2 separate regions of the Hordeum vulgare genome follow, and region 1 is linked to region 2. Evidence: chromatin contacts called from public Hi-C data. All regions are on one chromosome and are shown on one strand. The core of a region is the stretch at or near the end of the contact, and the rest is flanking DNA. Distances in the headings are between cores, read along the strand shown. Region 1 holds the start of LOC123444567 (secretory carrier-associated membrane protein 2). Region 2 holds the start of LOC123444564 (L-type lectin-domain containing receptor kinase IX.1-like).

What was found. A called contact is a pair of places that touch in the nucleus more often than the background predicts.
Region 1: a Hi-C map of leaf shows a contact between it and region 2, with 5 times the contacts expected there. The contact joins the promoter of LOC123444567 here to the promoter of LOC123444564 in region 2. A contact is called at or near these places in 3 of 6 Hi-C or Micro-C datasets (leaf and seedling) and 1 of 1 datasets of contacts at active chromatin or transcription factors (embryo).

The regions. Positions count from the first base shown.
Region 1 is chr3H:510,342,382-510,346,223 of MorexV3_pseudomolecules_assembly, forward strand. It overlaps LOC123444567 (secretory carrier-associated membrane protein 2), which reads left to right and starts at 1,484. Exons shown (of 12, transcript XM_045121337.1): 1 at 1,484-1,732; 2 at 2,493-2,606; 3 at 2,837-2,899; 4 at 3,610-3,643. The coding sequence starts at 1,676. LOC123444565 (katanin p80 WD40 repeat-containing subunit B1 homolog KTN80.2-like) reads left to right here. Exons shown (of 17, transcript XM_045121335.1): 16 at 194-262; 17 at 432-770. The coding sequence ends at 501.
Region 2 is chr3H:509,727,612-509,731,709 of MorexV3_pseudomolecules_assembly, forward strand. LOC123444564 (L-type lectin-domain containing receptor kinase IX.1-like) reads left to right here and starts at 2,363. Exons shown (of 1, transcript XM_045121332.1): 1 at 2,363-4,098. The coding sequence starts at 2,465.

The sequences.
Region 1 (3,842 bases), core at 234-2,733, 610 kb after region 2:
ACTTGCGTTGCTACAAGCCTGCCAATGAACTCGGTGCGAGGTGGGAAGTTGACCCCGAACATATGTTTTACCGAAACTGTTGCCCTAAATCAATGAACTGCAGCCACCAGTAGCATATTACCCTAGATGGGGCCTTTATATTCTTTATAGATATATAACCAGGACAGTAACCAATTTGTGTGATGCCATGCAGGTTGCAGCGTTGCACCCGGTGTTTTAACCATTTGCAGAAGATTGTGCGAGCTCTACAACCGTTGATGATGTAATAATCCCTTTCTCCCCCTCCATCACTATGCTAGTTGTTTTCATGCATGTTCTTCTACTCCTTTTACGTACCACCGCAACTAGCGAATCGTTACACCATGACGAGCAACAAGCGCGTCTAACGACCTACAACTTTCTTCTTCTGTTGTTCTTGTTGGCTGGCGCAGGCGGAGCGGCCAGTCGGCGCAACTTGCTCAAGAGCTGAACATGTCCTTGCAAGACCTGGTGGTCTTCTGAAGCCCAAGTTGACGCCGTCAGAGTAGATACCATTCTTTTTGCCACAGGAAAATGGAAGCGCCATATGGTGGCGGGGTAGCCTGTTGTTCGTCGTGGTGGTGTGTAATTCTTGTCCCGTGTTTGTACATTTGAGCGAGCGAGAGAGCTTTGGCTGTTCATCAGTCTGTAATTAGCCCCCATTTTACTGCGTGGACAGCCCCGGACCGGACGGACGAGGGAGGTAGTGGAAATGAATGAATGAATGAATGGTAAAACCGCCTGCTAGTTTAGTCTTGTGTCTCATGTCTGGTCTTCTCTTCATGTGGCGTTGGCTCGCTCCACCATCGGCCGTGTGGTGTGGTTCAAGTTTTGAAGACAACCATCTCTCCTCCAGAGGTTGGTACGGTACGGCCGTTTGACCATTCCTTTGTTTAGCATGTCCCCACCAGCTGGTTGCCTAGGACTGCTCGTTTGAACATTGTCCTAGAAAATGTGAACTCATACTTGGCTGCTAAGGAAACAATCTCGTGCAGTCTATGACCAGCTGGCTGCTATTTCCCCCCTCCTTCCTTCAACTCAGCTGTAAAAAATGGGATTTTGTGTAATTAGTATTCCCCCCTAAAAAGTGCAATAAGTTGTTGAATATCAACAGCTTTGTGTAAAAACTAATCACAGAAATCTAGTGTGCCGCGTAAAAGATAATCACTTAAAACAATCTTCCACTGTTGCATAACATTTTTGTCCTTTGTTGATGGCGTTTCCAGGTTAGGCTGCAGTAGCAATGTTGGGTTAGACCCCATCTAATGCTCCCTTTTGTCCCTGAATGCGCCATGTCAGAACAAATCCGTCTTCCTCTTCCATTTCCTTCTACCAGTCCTGCCTGCCCAGCCAGGGCCCACCTGTCGGCCACGAGGCCAGAACGCGCAGAACCGCCCGCAGTCAGATTTGCACGGCGGCAGCAGGGCGGAAGTATAAAATTAAACCCGACTCAACAAATCCACATTCCAAACCCACCGCGTCACGTAAATAACACCGTCTCAGGAAAGCGGAAGTCCAAAGCAGTTGGTCGCTCGCTCGCTCGCTCGCCACCGCCGCGTTGGACTTTTCCCTCGCCGGAGAAACCGCCGCGACCACAGCCGCAACCGCCGCCACCGCTTCCGGAGGAGGAGGAGGAGGACCAGGGAGGGAGGAGGCCATGGCGGGGAGGTACGACCGCAACCCCTTCGACGAGGACGACGTCAACCCCTTCGCGGTGAGTCGCCTACTCGGTTTCTACTACCTTCTAGCCGCCTCGCCGCGCCTCCGCCCGCGCCGCGGTTCGCCCTGTCTACTGCTCCCTGGCTCGCGTAGGTGTCGAATTTGGTCCGGATCGCTGTTGGAGTTGCTTCTTGCGGGTTTCTGCCTATAACCCCTCGTTTCGCCGTTCTGGGTGCTCCGGTGGATCTGGTTGACTCACCGCCTTTAGGAATAGAGGGGGATCGATGGATGGACCCGTTTATACGCGTGCCCTGCTTTGTTGGCCGATCGCGAGCGAGAGGGGCGGCGGGTGCTGCTTTCTTCTGTATTTGTTTTGGGGTTTTTTTCAAGGCAGAAATGGTGCTTAGACACGAAATCGGCACTTGAACTCGGATAATTTTTGTCTAATCACGACGATGCGGTTTACGAGATGTGTAGAGCTTTGGAGGCGGGCGATTTGCTCTTCCAAATTATATGCGGGCATACGACAGAATGGAAAAAATACCTCGTACCTTTTTACTGGCTGAAGATTGTTTTAGTACTGGCGTTCAGTGTGATCAGTGGTAGCCGCGGTTTGGCGTGTGCCTGTGGATCTGCTGCCGCTGAATGTGTTCCATACAATACAAGAGTCGTTATCTATACCAGCAGTTCGGATTGCTGTGCCAACTATCGTTGACAAGGATATCTGATTGTGCATAAGCTTCTATATAAACTGGTTGTTTTTTCTTTTAACTGTTGTTTGGTTAATGATTTTCCGAATGTATGATGTTCTGCAGGGAGGAGGTGTACCCCCTGCTTCTAATTCTCGGATGCCACCTCTTCCTCACGAGCCTGCTGGATTCTATAATGACCGTGCTGCTACCGTGGACATACCTCTTGGTTCATCGAAGGTGCCTGTGCTTCAATTGAGCTTGTCAATTCTGTACTTACTTAGCAAGATGTGCTTTGCCCAATGAATTGAAATGCTAGGCAGAATGCAGAATGCAATTCACCATTGGCCAATGATGAATGGTCACAGTATTCTTTATTAAGATACTGTTGATTTCAAATTTTATTATGGAATTCTTTCACAGCGTGTTGTTGGTTGCTTATGCGGTGCGTATGTTATTTTCAAATGTAGGACTTAAAGCAAAAGGAGAAGGAACTGCAGTCGAAGGAGGCTGACCTTAACAAACGGGAAAGAGTATGCGTCTTTTGCTTGAAACTTGAAATTCCAGCTTTACACTCACATCACATGTTATCCTATATGTCATTTGAGTTATTGATTTGTTCAAACCATTGTTTTGTGAATTCAAAAGTTGTTTCGTAATCATTCAGTGATCAAACCCCCCTATGCGGAAGTAAAATCTTAAGTTCTCCTGGATGAAATTTTGCGAAGCTTCCCAGATACTGACAGCCCATTGTGCTTAGATATGTAGACGGATATAGCCAACAAAACTTTATATGGCCTTGTCTAGAGTTATTGAAGTAGTAACCATGATGCAGTATGGAAACTGGTGAGCTATGGTTGACATGGATTTACCTCAGGCTCTCCTATAACTATTGATCATATCATGGACAGTACTTGCCTCATGCCTAGTGAGCTAAAACCATGGGATCTTTACGCCGACAGCTGGAAACTTATAGCCCTATTAAGGTGAAGGGTGCTTGTGCTTCTGGAAACTGGCTATTGTTATAGCCATCTCTTCATTAACCCAGACAATCAGATAATAAAATTCTTAACATGAATGTACAATATGCTGAATCAAGAATTAGCAGTGGTTTTACGTAATCAGTAAAACCTTTCTAGACAGTGTTCCACACGATTGAAACAGCTCAGATGTGCTCATGAGCATTCACTTGTAATTCTTTCTTTAACTGTTATATCTGATTTTTATATTTTCCTGAAACCAGGAACTTAAAAGAAGGGAAGAAGCTGCAGCTAGAGGTATAGTTCCCCCTATAGCTAATGCAGTTAACTTTTGTACCCCCTCCTTTCCTAAATATAAGTCTTTCTAGAGATTCCAATATTGACTACATACGTAGCAAAATGAGTGAATCTACACCCTAAAATATGTCTATAACTCTATATACATCCATATGTAGTTCGTATTGAAATCTCTAAAAGGTTTTATATTTAGAAATGG
Region 2 (4,098 bases), core at 1,113-3,612:
CTATCGATGTATTTTGGTTCACCTGAAGAAGCACCGTTCGTGTAATGTGGTTGAGGGAGTATGGGATTAAGGGGTCCTCGGGTAGTCTGCTTGCTTTGTCGAGGCCGGCTTAATGGGCCATACTAATTGAACGTCGGACTATGTGGTCATCTCGTATTCAAGGAGGAAAGCACGGAAGACCGGCGTGATGTCCAAGTAAAGTAGACCAGGTCGGTCCATCCGCCCTGAGCTGGAGGTCGGTTGTATGTAACCCTAGATACCCTAGTGGTTATATAAACCCGGGGGTCTTCGTCCATGTGAGGGAGTTATCTCATCTAGGGTTTAGCTTATACGATCTCGAGGTAGATCAACTCTGTAATTATCATCCACATCAAAATAATGAAGCAGGGCGTAGGGTTTTACCTCCTCAAGAGGGCCCTAACCTGGGTAAATATTGTCTCCCCTTCTTCTCCTACAATCCATCGATCCAAGGTCCATAGTTAGGGACCCCCTATAGGCCATACTTCGGCTCCACCCACTTCCCGAATTGTCGTTCCTCTAGTTCGGGGAACGATACAGAAATACTTCATCCATAGATCGAAGTGTGGCTCGCAACCCAGGAACATCTCGCACAAGGCCACAAAGCCTGAGATGTGAAGGATGGAGCGGGGGTGAGATTGTGGAGCTGCAGCCCATAGAACTTCAACAAACCCCTCAAGAAGGGGTGAACGGGGAAGCCCACCCCTCGCAGTAAGAAAGAAACAAAGCAGGCCCTTCCTCCCCTTTGAGAGGAAGGAAAGTTTTCTGCAAAGGCTTCGCCATTGGCAGAGGCCAGTTCGGCGCGAGTGGGCGCGAGGTCCGACAGGGGGAGTTATCCTTGAGTTTCGAGTTCGTGCAAACAAAGAAGGGAAACAAAGCAACTGGCCCAGTCTCCCGGAAGTGGGCCAAGGGGGCGTGAGGAGGAACCTGCCATGACTCTAGAGTGCAGGAAGCCTAGGGTTTTTTGTTGACACTCGGAGGGCGATGGAGCCCTGGAACGGATTTCAATTTGTTTATAAAGGGTGTTACCTCCTTTGGTTATAGGGAGCGGTTCCATCAAGGATAGATAAAAGTACTTGCCTTCATTAAAGCACGTGAAAATTGAGAATTATTATTAATCTTTGTGCAGAATTGAAGGTTGTGGGTCCCGTTATGCTTCGATAACCATGAGTCGTGCAGGGACTAAATCATCATTCCATGATCGGAGGAAATAAGGGAACTCTCCTTGCAAGCCGAACACTCTGGGCGCGAGCATTAGAAGACCCTGCACATCGGCGTTGAAGGCCAGTTCGGGGGCTACTAAGGGAGTCCGGGACTAAGGGGTCCTCGCGTAGTCGGCTCGCTTTGTAGAGGCCAACTTAATGGGCCGTACTAACTAAAGGTCGAATTGTGTGTTCATCTCGTATTCAAGGAAGAAAGCACCAAAGACCGACGTTGTGTCCAAGTAAAGTAAACTAGGTCGGTCCATCCGTCCTGAGATAGAGGTCGGTTGTATGTAACCCTAGATCCCCTAGTGGATGTATAAATCCAGGGGTCCTCATCCATGTGGGGGGAGTTATCTCATCTAGGGTTTAGCTTATACGATCTCGAGGTAGATCAACTCTGTAATTATCGTCCACATAAATATAATCAAGCAGGACGTAGGGTTTTACCTCTTCAAGAGAGCCCGAACCTGGGTAAATATTGTCTTCCTACTTCTCCTGCAATCCATTGATCCAAGGTCCACAGTTCGGAACCCCCTACCCGAGATCTGTCAGTTTTGACACACACAGCAATACCTTCACATGTTGTTGTTCTTGAGGATAAGGTATGCAGCAATGCTATGTTTTATTTCACATGAATCTTTTGATCTTCAATTACCATGTGAAGTGTTGTTATGTTGTCTAAATGATGCATTCATACCAATGCGGTTACTGAAAAGGTGAAGGTTGAGTCATGAGTTGTCCTAGAACATTAACTACTGATGCTACTGATGACAAAGATATAGTCATTGTGTTTTGCAAAAAAAAATGATAATTGATGTTCATATATTATATTCCATGTCGATGGCTTAACCAAGTCTTTTTTCTTCTTCTTCAACACCTTCATCATTTCTCAATTGACGAAGTAACTAATGTAATTATGATGAAATGAACTAAAAACCCATCGAGTTATACATATTCAAATGAAATGCATACAAATAATTATAGTATATATCATAATACCAAAGGTCAAGATGATGTTATTGACAGGGACCAAATATTTATCGATTTTTATACAACAATAGAGACGTATACTACTGTATGATCAGAACAAGAAATTAAAGAAGGCACGGCCATTCTGTAGTAGTAGGATTTATAATCCAGCTCGTGCCTTGTTCATTGGTTTGTCAACCTTGGCCCCACCCCACGCACACTCCCTGTCCTCCAGACCTCCACCAAGGGCAAAGGCTCACCCAACCCACTCCATGGGGATCTCCGTCGCCGTCCCCTCCCTCCTCCTCCTCTCCGCCGCCCTCCTCCTGCCGCCGGCAGCTGCGGGATTCTCCTTCACCTACAACTTCACCGCCGTCTCGGACTCGGCCCCATCGGGCATCTCCTTCCAGGGCGACGCCTTCTTCAACAAGTTCATCCGCCTCACCCGCGACGAGCGCGTCGGGCCCCTCACCAGCAGCGCCGGCCGGGCCTTCTTCTCCCGCCCCATCCCACTCTTTGACCCTGTCTCCCGCCGCCCCGCCTCGTTCGCCTCCGCCTTCTCCTTCTCCATCTCCGCCCCCGAACCCTCCGCCGCCTCCGGCGACGGCCTCGCCTTCTTCCTCTCCCCGTTCCCCTCAGTCCTCCCCAACAGATCCGCTGGCGGCCTTCTCGGGCTCTTCAACTCCTCCGCCCGCAACGGGGGTCGCTCCCTCGTCGCCGTCGAATTCGACACCTACAGGAACGATTGGGATCCCAGCGACGACCACGTCGGCATCGACCTCGGGGGCATCGCCTCCGTGGCCACCGCCGACTGGCCGACCAGCATGAAGGACGGCCGCACGGCGCACGCGCGCGTCGCGTACGACGCTGAGGCCAAGAACCTCACCGTGGCCCTCTCCTACGGCGACGCTCCCCCCACGGACGTCCTTCTGTGGTACGCCGTCGATTTGAGGGAACACCTGCCTGACTCCGTGGCCGTTGGCTTCTCCGCCGCCACTGGCGAGGCCGCCGAGCTGCACAAGGTCCTGTACTGGGATTTCACCTCCAGCGTCGACAGCAAAGAGCAGACGGTGATGCTGTGGGTGATATTGGGATTGTGCGGATTCCTTGTTGTGCTGGTCGGTGCAGGGGTTGTTTGGTTCGTCAAGGAATGGAGGAAGACAGGGGAATGTGTGCCCTATGTCGACATCGACGATGCAATGGGGTACGACGAGCTAACTGACGAGTTCATCGTGCAGAGCGGGCCAAGACGGTTCCGTTATGCTGAATTGGTGGCGGCAACCAACAATTTCTCCGAGCAGAGGAAGCTCGGGCAGGGCGGGTTCGGTGCTGTTTACCGGGGGTTCTTGAAGGAGCTCCGTCAGGAGGTGGCCATCAAGAGGGTCTCCAAGGGGTCGACGCAGGGGCGCAAGGAGTACGCAGCCGAGGTACGCATCATCAGCCAGCTGCGCCACCGGCATTTGGTCCGGCTTGTCGGGTGGTGCCATGAACACCGTGGTGACTTCTTGCTCGTCTATGAGCTCATGCCCAATGGCAGCGTCGACCAGCACCTCTACGGCAAAGGCGTGCACCTCACCTGGCCGACACGGTATGACATTGCACTGGGCCTCGCGTCGGCATTGCTCTACCTCCACGAGGAGTGCCTTCAGTGCATCGTGCACCGCGACATCAAGCCGAGCAATGTGATGCTGGATGCCACCTTCAGTGCCAAGCTCGGCGACTTTGGCCTTGCCAAGCTAGTTGAGCATGGCAGCCAGCCCTACACCACCGTCCTGGCTGGCACGTTAGGCTACTTGGCGCCAGAGTGCCTGACGACAGGCAAGGCAAGCCGGGAATCGGACGTGTACAGCTTCGGCGTCGTGGCACTGGAGATTGCTTGCGGACGACAGCCATCGGAGCCCACGGC